Linked DNA regions of Arachis hypogaea: region 2 is linked to region 1. Evidence: chromatin contacts called from public Hi-C data. All regions are on one chromosome and are shown on one strand. The core of a region is the stretch at or near the end of the contact, and the rest is flanking DNA. Distances in the headings are between cores, read along the strand shown.

Region 1 (3,947 bases), core at 225-2,724:
TTTGTGAAAGTATTTTCAAATAAAAATGTAGACTTTGTGAAGAAGTCTTCACTTTCAGAGATCTTTACAAACTGAGGTAATTGGATTCTCTCCAAGTTCTATTTCTGGCTTTGCATAAAAAAATTAGTATGCTATCTGATAGCCCGAAGCCACATCATACGATTTGAATTTGTTGAGGGACCATTGCAGAACATCTTCCCCTTCTACTGGCTTAATTGATTGGATTCTGCTTCTAACTTCAGATGGAAAGATTTTATTTAATATGTCCTATTTCCATTTTCTGTTTTATGTCAATAAGTCCCTAGTCCATATATGTTGACCAGGATTAGAATGTGAGATCATTTCAAGAGCAATGCTCATTAGATATGGAGGAGGTAGCCAAGGGTCAGCAATTATTTGGATTGTAGAGCTGGAACCTACTTTTCAATTGAGGCCTTTCTCAACAACTTTTTTGTCCTCCAACATATTCCGACATCCCCACGAAGGTGAGTTTTTTGATTCAGCATTCATTGAGTTATCATATCTATAGTACTTCTCCCTATATATCTGAGCTAGAATAGATTGAAATTTTGTTGTGATTTGCCAAAATTGCTTGTCTAGTAAAGTTAGATTTTGAGCTCTAAGATCTTTAAAATCAAGACCTCCTTCCCTTTTTGGCCATGTCATTTGGTTCCAGCTAATCCAGGCCATATGCCTTTCATTACCTCTCTGACCCCACCAGAAATTTGTCAAAATAATGTGAATTTCAGACAGTAAAGTGTCCGATAATTTAAAGAAAGAGAGTGTGTAAACTAGCACTGTCTTACCAACTGCTCTTAATAAAATCTGCTTGCCTTCTGTTGATAATAAATTTTGCTGCCATCCGTTAACCTTCTTCCTTAACTTCTTCTTAATTTCATTAAAGGTTTCTCTTTTAAACTTGTGAATAAAAGAAAGAAGTTCCAAATATTTGTCCTGAGCTCCAATATGGTGGATATTTAGTTTGCCTGCCACAAGAATTCGAATGGAGGAAGGAGTGTTATTACTAAAAAAATACTGTTGATTTATCCAAATTGATCTATTGACCACTAAATCTTTTATATGAGTTCAGCAAAGCTAAGAATGTTGTCATAATTATCCTCTGAAATTTTACAAAAAAGAATGGAATAACAAATTAGTGATTAATTTATCGAAGATCTAAATTTTAATTATGTATTTATTGTTGGCCAATAAATTTAACTTAATATATAGATAAAATATTATTCAAACTTCCAACTATTATTTAAACGAATAAATAAGCTGACTATTCGATCGAGCTAAGTTAGTTTTTAATTTCCTTTTTTTTTGTCATACAACACACACATATTTCTCACACACACTAACCTAGCACCTTCACTAGGATTGGATCCTGGTGTGGCTTCATTTGAGGCAAACATCTTTGCCATTACATCACATGTCTTAACCACATTTTTCGATTTCCTTATCTATTGCAATCATGGTCACTTTTTTTTTTTTTTTGGGTATTTTGCAATCATGGTCCCTTGATAAACCGTTCTGAGGCTGCGCCCATAGGAGGCCCATGAGAGCCTTTCGGGCTTGCACGAAACAAATTCTTATCAGGGGCCCCAAATTTCCTTGTATCTCAAAAGAAACAAATAAATGATGACGAGAAAACTACCGTCAATTAAACCAAAATTACTCTCAAGGTTGCAAAAGAATAATGAAGCGGAGTCCAAAAAAATGTTATCTACTTGTTTGAATTGTTAAAATTCGAAAGAGTTTTGTTAGTAACTATTTTAACAACATTTTATAAGAGTTTAAAAGTAAATAGCTTTTATTAAAAATATAAATTTTTAGAAGCAAAATGAACAAAATTCTTAAGGACCTATTTGTTCTTCGAACTTTATTTGCAAAATGACGTCAAGGACTTATATGTCCTTCGAACTTTATTCTCCTTCCAGCGTGGCACCGTAACGGACACCTGGACACTGTTTCAGCCACGTCAGTCAGTTCCGTTTGGTGTATGAGAGACAAATAGATGGAAGGACTAAATTGTCCTCCGTTTGTTAAAGTCAGGGACTTTTTTGTATTTAAATTTTGTCAGGGATGTATTTGTCAAAAATTTAAAAAGTCAGGGACCTATCTATCTTTTTTCCCAAAAAAAAATAGATTATGCTAGATGAACAATAGAGAAGCAAATAACATGAACAACGATATGCATTTTAGGCCTAATAACCATAAAAAAAAAAACTTAACCCACATAAAATCTTAGCCCCTTTTTTTACAGCAGCCTCCCAAATGCATACTCATCTTCTCCGTCGTGCCGTCGCATCTCCACTGTATCGTTGACTCTTTTTCTCCGTTGTGCCATCGCCATCTCATTTCCACCTCAGCGCTGCCTTCACTGTGACGCCGCTCACTATTGCCGGCACGAAGCTTTTCAGTACTACATTCATCCACCGTCACCGCAACAAAGCCACCTTCTCGTCGCGTCTTCTCCTCTTCCAACAAGACGCAAGTACCCACGCCGTCGCTGCCCCTCAAGAGCTCCGTTCTATGCATCCTCCCCAACGCCGCGTTTCTATCTAGCATGGTCGCTGTCACAACCTTGAACTAGCGCCGATCGTCCTCCTTGCTGCTGCAAAAGAAGAAATTGGGGGTAGCAGTGAAAGACAAGAGCAAGAAGGGTGCATGGGTGTTCTTGAAGCCTCTCACCTAGGATCTATGGATGACCACTGGTTATTCGTTCGTGTTCTCTGGATTCGTGGTGTGGGTTCTTGAGTACCGCTTCAACAAAGATTTTCGTGGCCTTCCTTCTCACCAGGTCAGCACCAGTTTGTGGTTTTCCTTCTCCACCATGGTCTTTGCTCATCGTATGCATGCATCCTCCACTACTCTTCATTATCCACTTCTTATTACATATTAAATATTAAACATGCTAATCAAATGGTTTTTTTATTTAAATAAGTATAAGAAAATGATTAATTTTCAGAATATAAATGGATAGAAATTTGTAATAAAATCTGCATGGCCATCTCACGGACAGCATAAATAAAATAGAATTACACTCCATTTTAAGAAAGACGTCAACGAAATGGAGCCTTTAATTCACATGCATCAACCCTGTCAACTTCATTTCGTTGGCGCCTGTCCTGGTGTAATTCCATTTCGTGTATGCTGTCCTTGAATTAGTCACGCACATTTTGTTCCAACTTTCGATCTATGCGTATTCTAGGAATTAATAATTTTTTAAAACTTATTTAAATAAAAATGCCCTAATTAAATGAGGTTATAGATAGACTAATTTGAGTCAATTGGAGGGAGAAGAAATTGGAGATTTTTTTTTAGTGGTGTTTAATAGTGAACATCCACATCTTAAAAAAACAATCATCTTTGTATATAGTAAAATAAAGGGATAAGTATTGTTTTAGTTCCTAATGTTGAGGGTCAGAATCGAAACCGTCCCCGACGTAATTTTTTATTTAGAATCATCCTTAAAATTTTTTTCGTATTAAAATCGTTCTTTTTAATAAATTTTTTATTTAATTACTAAATTATCCCTATTAATAAAAAAATTATAAAATTAAAAAAAAAAAAGAAAACACACGAGGGGTGAGGGGAGAAGGAAAAAGGGGAAGGGCGCAAAGGAGTGGGGGAAGGAACATGGGAAAGGGAGAGGGAGAGGGAGAGGGGGAGGGAGAGGGTGAAAGGGGAGGGGGGACGGCGCCGGCGAAGGGGGAGCTTTCTGCTTCTGCTTGAGCTTTTGCTTCTGCTTCTGTGACTGCTGCGTCGCCGGGAAGGGGAGCCCGACGTGAGGAGGGCAGCGCGCCAAGGAGAGAGACGGATTTGAGGCTGAGCTGGGTTCCTACCACTGCCGATCTGCCCAGCCGCCGTCGCTCCGTTGCCCACGAGCTGCCGGTGGTTCTGCTTCGGCTTCTGCATATGCTTCTTCTTCTGCATCTGCTTCT
Region 2 (4,018 bases), core at 534-3,033, 130 kb before region 1:
TAAAACACATCCTGAAATCCATACATGTTAAATTTGAAGATTTAGGCTTAGGCCCATTCAAAATAAAAATTATAAAAGATAGGTGGGGTTTAGTGTGTTTTATCCATATCTATCTATTTCATGTTTGTGTTCTATAGCTTTGAAAACATGATGTTTATCCATGTCATGTTATGTTGCATGCCCATATCAACCGGATAGTTTTCAAATGTTATTTTCTCTTTTTTTTTTTAAGCATACTTCTGGCCACTGTCATAAGACAATACAAGCCAAAATAGTACTTTCCGTTCATTCAAAGAAGAGAATACAGGCAGAGGAATAGAAATTTAATCAGACCTGTATGTTGACAAGCTCCTTCTGAAACCGAGCAAGCTTGCCATAAACTGTTTCATGTGTGCTTGAAAAGAGGCTGTCATAATCCTGATATAAAATGCAACCATATAATAATCAGCATTAAGAAAAGATATGAGTTGGAAATTAGAAAACCAATTAAGAATATAATATAGATTATTACAGCTAACCAATCAACAAGCTTTTCAGGTAACCATGCTTGAGATTGCTTGTCTGCATAAAATATTTCCAACAACTCCCATGCTGCTTTCAAACATGTTGGCTCCTCACGTTTCTACAACAAGTAGTAAGAAATGTTTAGTTCCTGATTCAAAATTCCCACAAAATTTATCTCATCTCAACTCCATAGAGTTAGTGAAACAATTTAGAAACTAAAGAAAAAACTACTTTCCCACCTTAACGATATCAGTTCGTTCTTCAATTATTGGACCAGGTGGCAACTTTGGTCCACCGAGAAGTGAAGTTATGTCCTTGCTATACTCAAGCACATTCTCCCACCTAATTGTAAGAAAAAAAATGATCAAGCTATTGTCAACTAGTGACACTAACATTGACAAAAGTTCACAACCACATTGCGGTGAACCCGGACGAAAGTCCTCAAATAAAAAACTGATCAAATCAAGACAACAATTTTCCATGTCATCCAATTTGAAAGTGCAATAAACCAAATTAGATGAATAACACTAACATCCTCAATCTTAATAATCACCTAAACAAATAATCATCTGAATAGAATGAATCTAACAACACTACTACATAGGCAATTTTGCTTACTATACAAGAAACAAACGAACTCTCCAGCAAAATGTTCGAAAACCGAAATCTAAAATCTCATTATTATAACACATAACGGTTAATTACCAATCCATCTGATACGGCGAAGAAGACTTGATCATTTCCGAAAGTGCACTCCGGCGACTCTGGAGCAGGGCAAAGGGGGCAACGGAGCCGTACGCGATTTGGCGCCAACGGGAATCGGAAATCTCCGGGTCTCCGACGCCAAGCTTAACTTCGAGGACCTTACCTCCAGAATGATCCTGCGGGGTTCGAGAATGTTCTGAAGAGGGAGCGGCGAAGAGGGAGACGCGGAGGGAGTTGCCGCGGGCCCAGGAGATGGCAATGCGGGAAATTGGAGGGGCGAGGCCGTGGTGGAGAGGGTAGACCGCCAGTGAGTCTTTGGTGTCTTCGGAGAATGGGACCAGAGCGCCATTGCCGACGGTGTCGGAGGCGACGCGGGACATGATTTCAAAAAGGACTGTGATTTTTAGGGTTTTGGGTTTGTATGAAAAAAGAAACCAGTATTAGCCTTAGCTGAAAGCAACCCCATTGACTAAAGGACAAAAAGGGTAGTGCTGAGTGGCAGCAAATTTCTTAGGTGCTAAAAGATTAAATGAAATTAATAAGCAAAAGAAATTTGTAGGCTAATATTTTTTTCAAAATTATTGATGTGTCACAAATAGTATACACGGAAACAGAATACATGATTTTTTTATGAGAAAAAATAAGTTCATAACCTTTTGTCATGTGGATATTTTTGTCTTTAATTATTGAAAAATATTTTTAAGTTTCTAACTTTTACAAAATTTAGACAGATCAGTACCTGACAAAAGCATTTGGACGGAGGGACTGATTCGTTCAAATTTTGTGAAGGTCAGAGACTTAAAAGTATTTTTAATGGTCAGAAACGAAAATGTCTGCGGGGCAAAAAATCAACGACTTATTTATCATTTTTTCTTTTTTTATTAAGTTTAGTAATAATGCCCAAATATAATGATTTAAATAAAGAGAATGTTATAACCAACCAATTATAATTCAAATGCTATAATCTTTTATATTTATTTAAAGATTATTTAAGCCTCATTTTTAATTTTAAAAAATAATCAATTTTATTTGACATGTCTATCACTTGATAGACATGGTAGTACATGTCTCTCAATTAATTTATTAAACACAAATTTTTAATAAAAAAAGTAGTACACAAAAATACATAAAATACATATATTTTATGTCTTTTTTTTAGGATGAGACACTAAAACACAATTTATAATATACAAATTTTAATTTTGTTCTTTTTTTTTTTGACTTTGTTCATTATCTCTTATTTTTCAGTGATGCTTTTTTTTTTTGACAAAAATAATATTAATATTTGTAATTTATTGTTTTTTTTTTTGTGTATAATTACCAAATAAAATAAAAATTTTGTATTTTATTATATCTATATTTTTAATATTTATGTTCTTGTCTCAACTCATACATAAACCAAACTAACCTAATTGATGGTGGTCATTTGTTAAGGAGACGATGATGTAACATTTTTAAATTTAGTACTTATTACTTTATTAGTAAAGATTGTTGTTATTGTTTAATTAAATAATTAATATAATAAAATTATTAATTAAATTTAAAAATTTATTATTATAATAAAAATTATAATATTAAGAGATAAATTTTGCATAAGTTAATCTAAATTATTTTTTATAATAGCATTATTAAAAAGGTATTATAATCCGAATAAAGCAATAGTCTTAATTAGATCAAATTAATAAACCATGTTTATTAAATTATATATAATAGTGCATATTTTGAACATAATATTTTAAAATTATGTTTTATCTAATAACACTACTATATTCTTCCAAATAGCATGCTAAACAAAAATTTCGAGTCAATGATGAAGCAACATTTCTTCATTACTGTCTTAGATAACAACTTGATTGATTCCAAATCAACTTTCAAAAAAAAAAAAGGAAAAACAAGAAATAATTAAGTTTTAAACATAATAAGGACTATACTGCATGTTGAGTCCAAACGACAAGAATTTAAAAATATCGCAATAAACTTTACCAAACCCTAAACTTTATTACCACAAACAAAATGTCACAACTTCTTGCTATCCTTATTCAAAATAGAATTACTCGATCTTTAACTCAAATTTTTCTGAAATGCTTGAAGGAGGTTCGCTAGAGTCTGCATCAAACTTTCTAGAGGAGGATCCAACTAAGATTCTCTCTTCTTCTTTCTCTCCTTTGAGTATTCTTCATCAAAGGCCAAAGCTTCTAGCAATTTTATTGTTGGTAGCCTTGTTCTTGAAAATTTTCCCTCCTTGTTCAAATCAATCTCATTACCAGATTCCTTTTTCAATCAGATCATCATTTGTTGCTCCATCTGCAATATCATGTCCCATTGTATTCAAATTCACGAGCTCAAGCAACTCAGGATGAGACACAACATTTCTCAACACCTCACTAACGGAATCAAAATAGTCCTTCCCTCTTTCTAGCTTCATAGAAAACTTTTCGATTCCGGGGACTAAGAACAACAATTTAGGCGGTGACGATGGTGACAGCGACAGAGAAGAAGAAGCTAGATCCTCCTGAAAGTGCCAACCCTTGGCGAGTAAGCGAGGCCAAACAGCTTCCCAAAAGAGATCATTGGATTGATGTTTGCTCAAAGAGGAGTGTTTTTCGGCAAAGTATAGAATCTGTCTTTGTGTAAGGCTTGCCCAATCGTTCCCAATAGGAGCCTTATTCTTCTTGGATTTCTTTGTATTGATGATTTCTTCTTCTTTATTACCAATTCCAAGTGCTTCAACAAGATTATCAAGCCCAACTTCGTTCTTTATAACGGACACATAATCTTCTAGTGTCACTAGTGATTCTCCATATAGCCA

What was found. Hi-C and Micro-C count contacts between places; a contact is called where the count stands out from the background.
Region 2: a Hi-C map of an unstated tissue shows a contact between it and region 1, with 2.4 times the contacts expected there. The contact joins the promoter of LOC112755423 here to the enhancer-like site in region 1.

Annotation. Positions count from the first base shown.
Region 1 is chr16:141,989,253-141,993,199 of arahy.Tifrunner.gnm2.J5K5, reverse strand. No RefSeq gene overlaps it. Among protein-coding and RNA genes, the nearest start is that of LOC112755421, 4.2 kb to the right of the region's middle. Within about 2 kb of position 1,474, at least 2 of the 3 cell types and tissues checked have open chromatin away from gene starts, as enhancers often do.
Region 2 is chr16:142,117,264-142,121,281 of arahy.Tifrunner.gnm2.J5K5, reverse strand. LOC112755423 (nuclear pore complex protein NUP85) reads right to left here and starts at 1,783. Exons shown (of 18, transcript XM_025803504.3): 1 at 1,210-1,783; 2 at 744-846; 3 at 512-622; 4 at 334-417. The coding sequence starts at 1,589.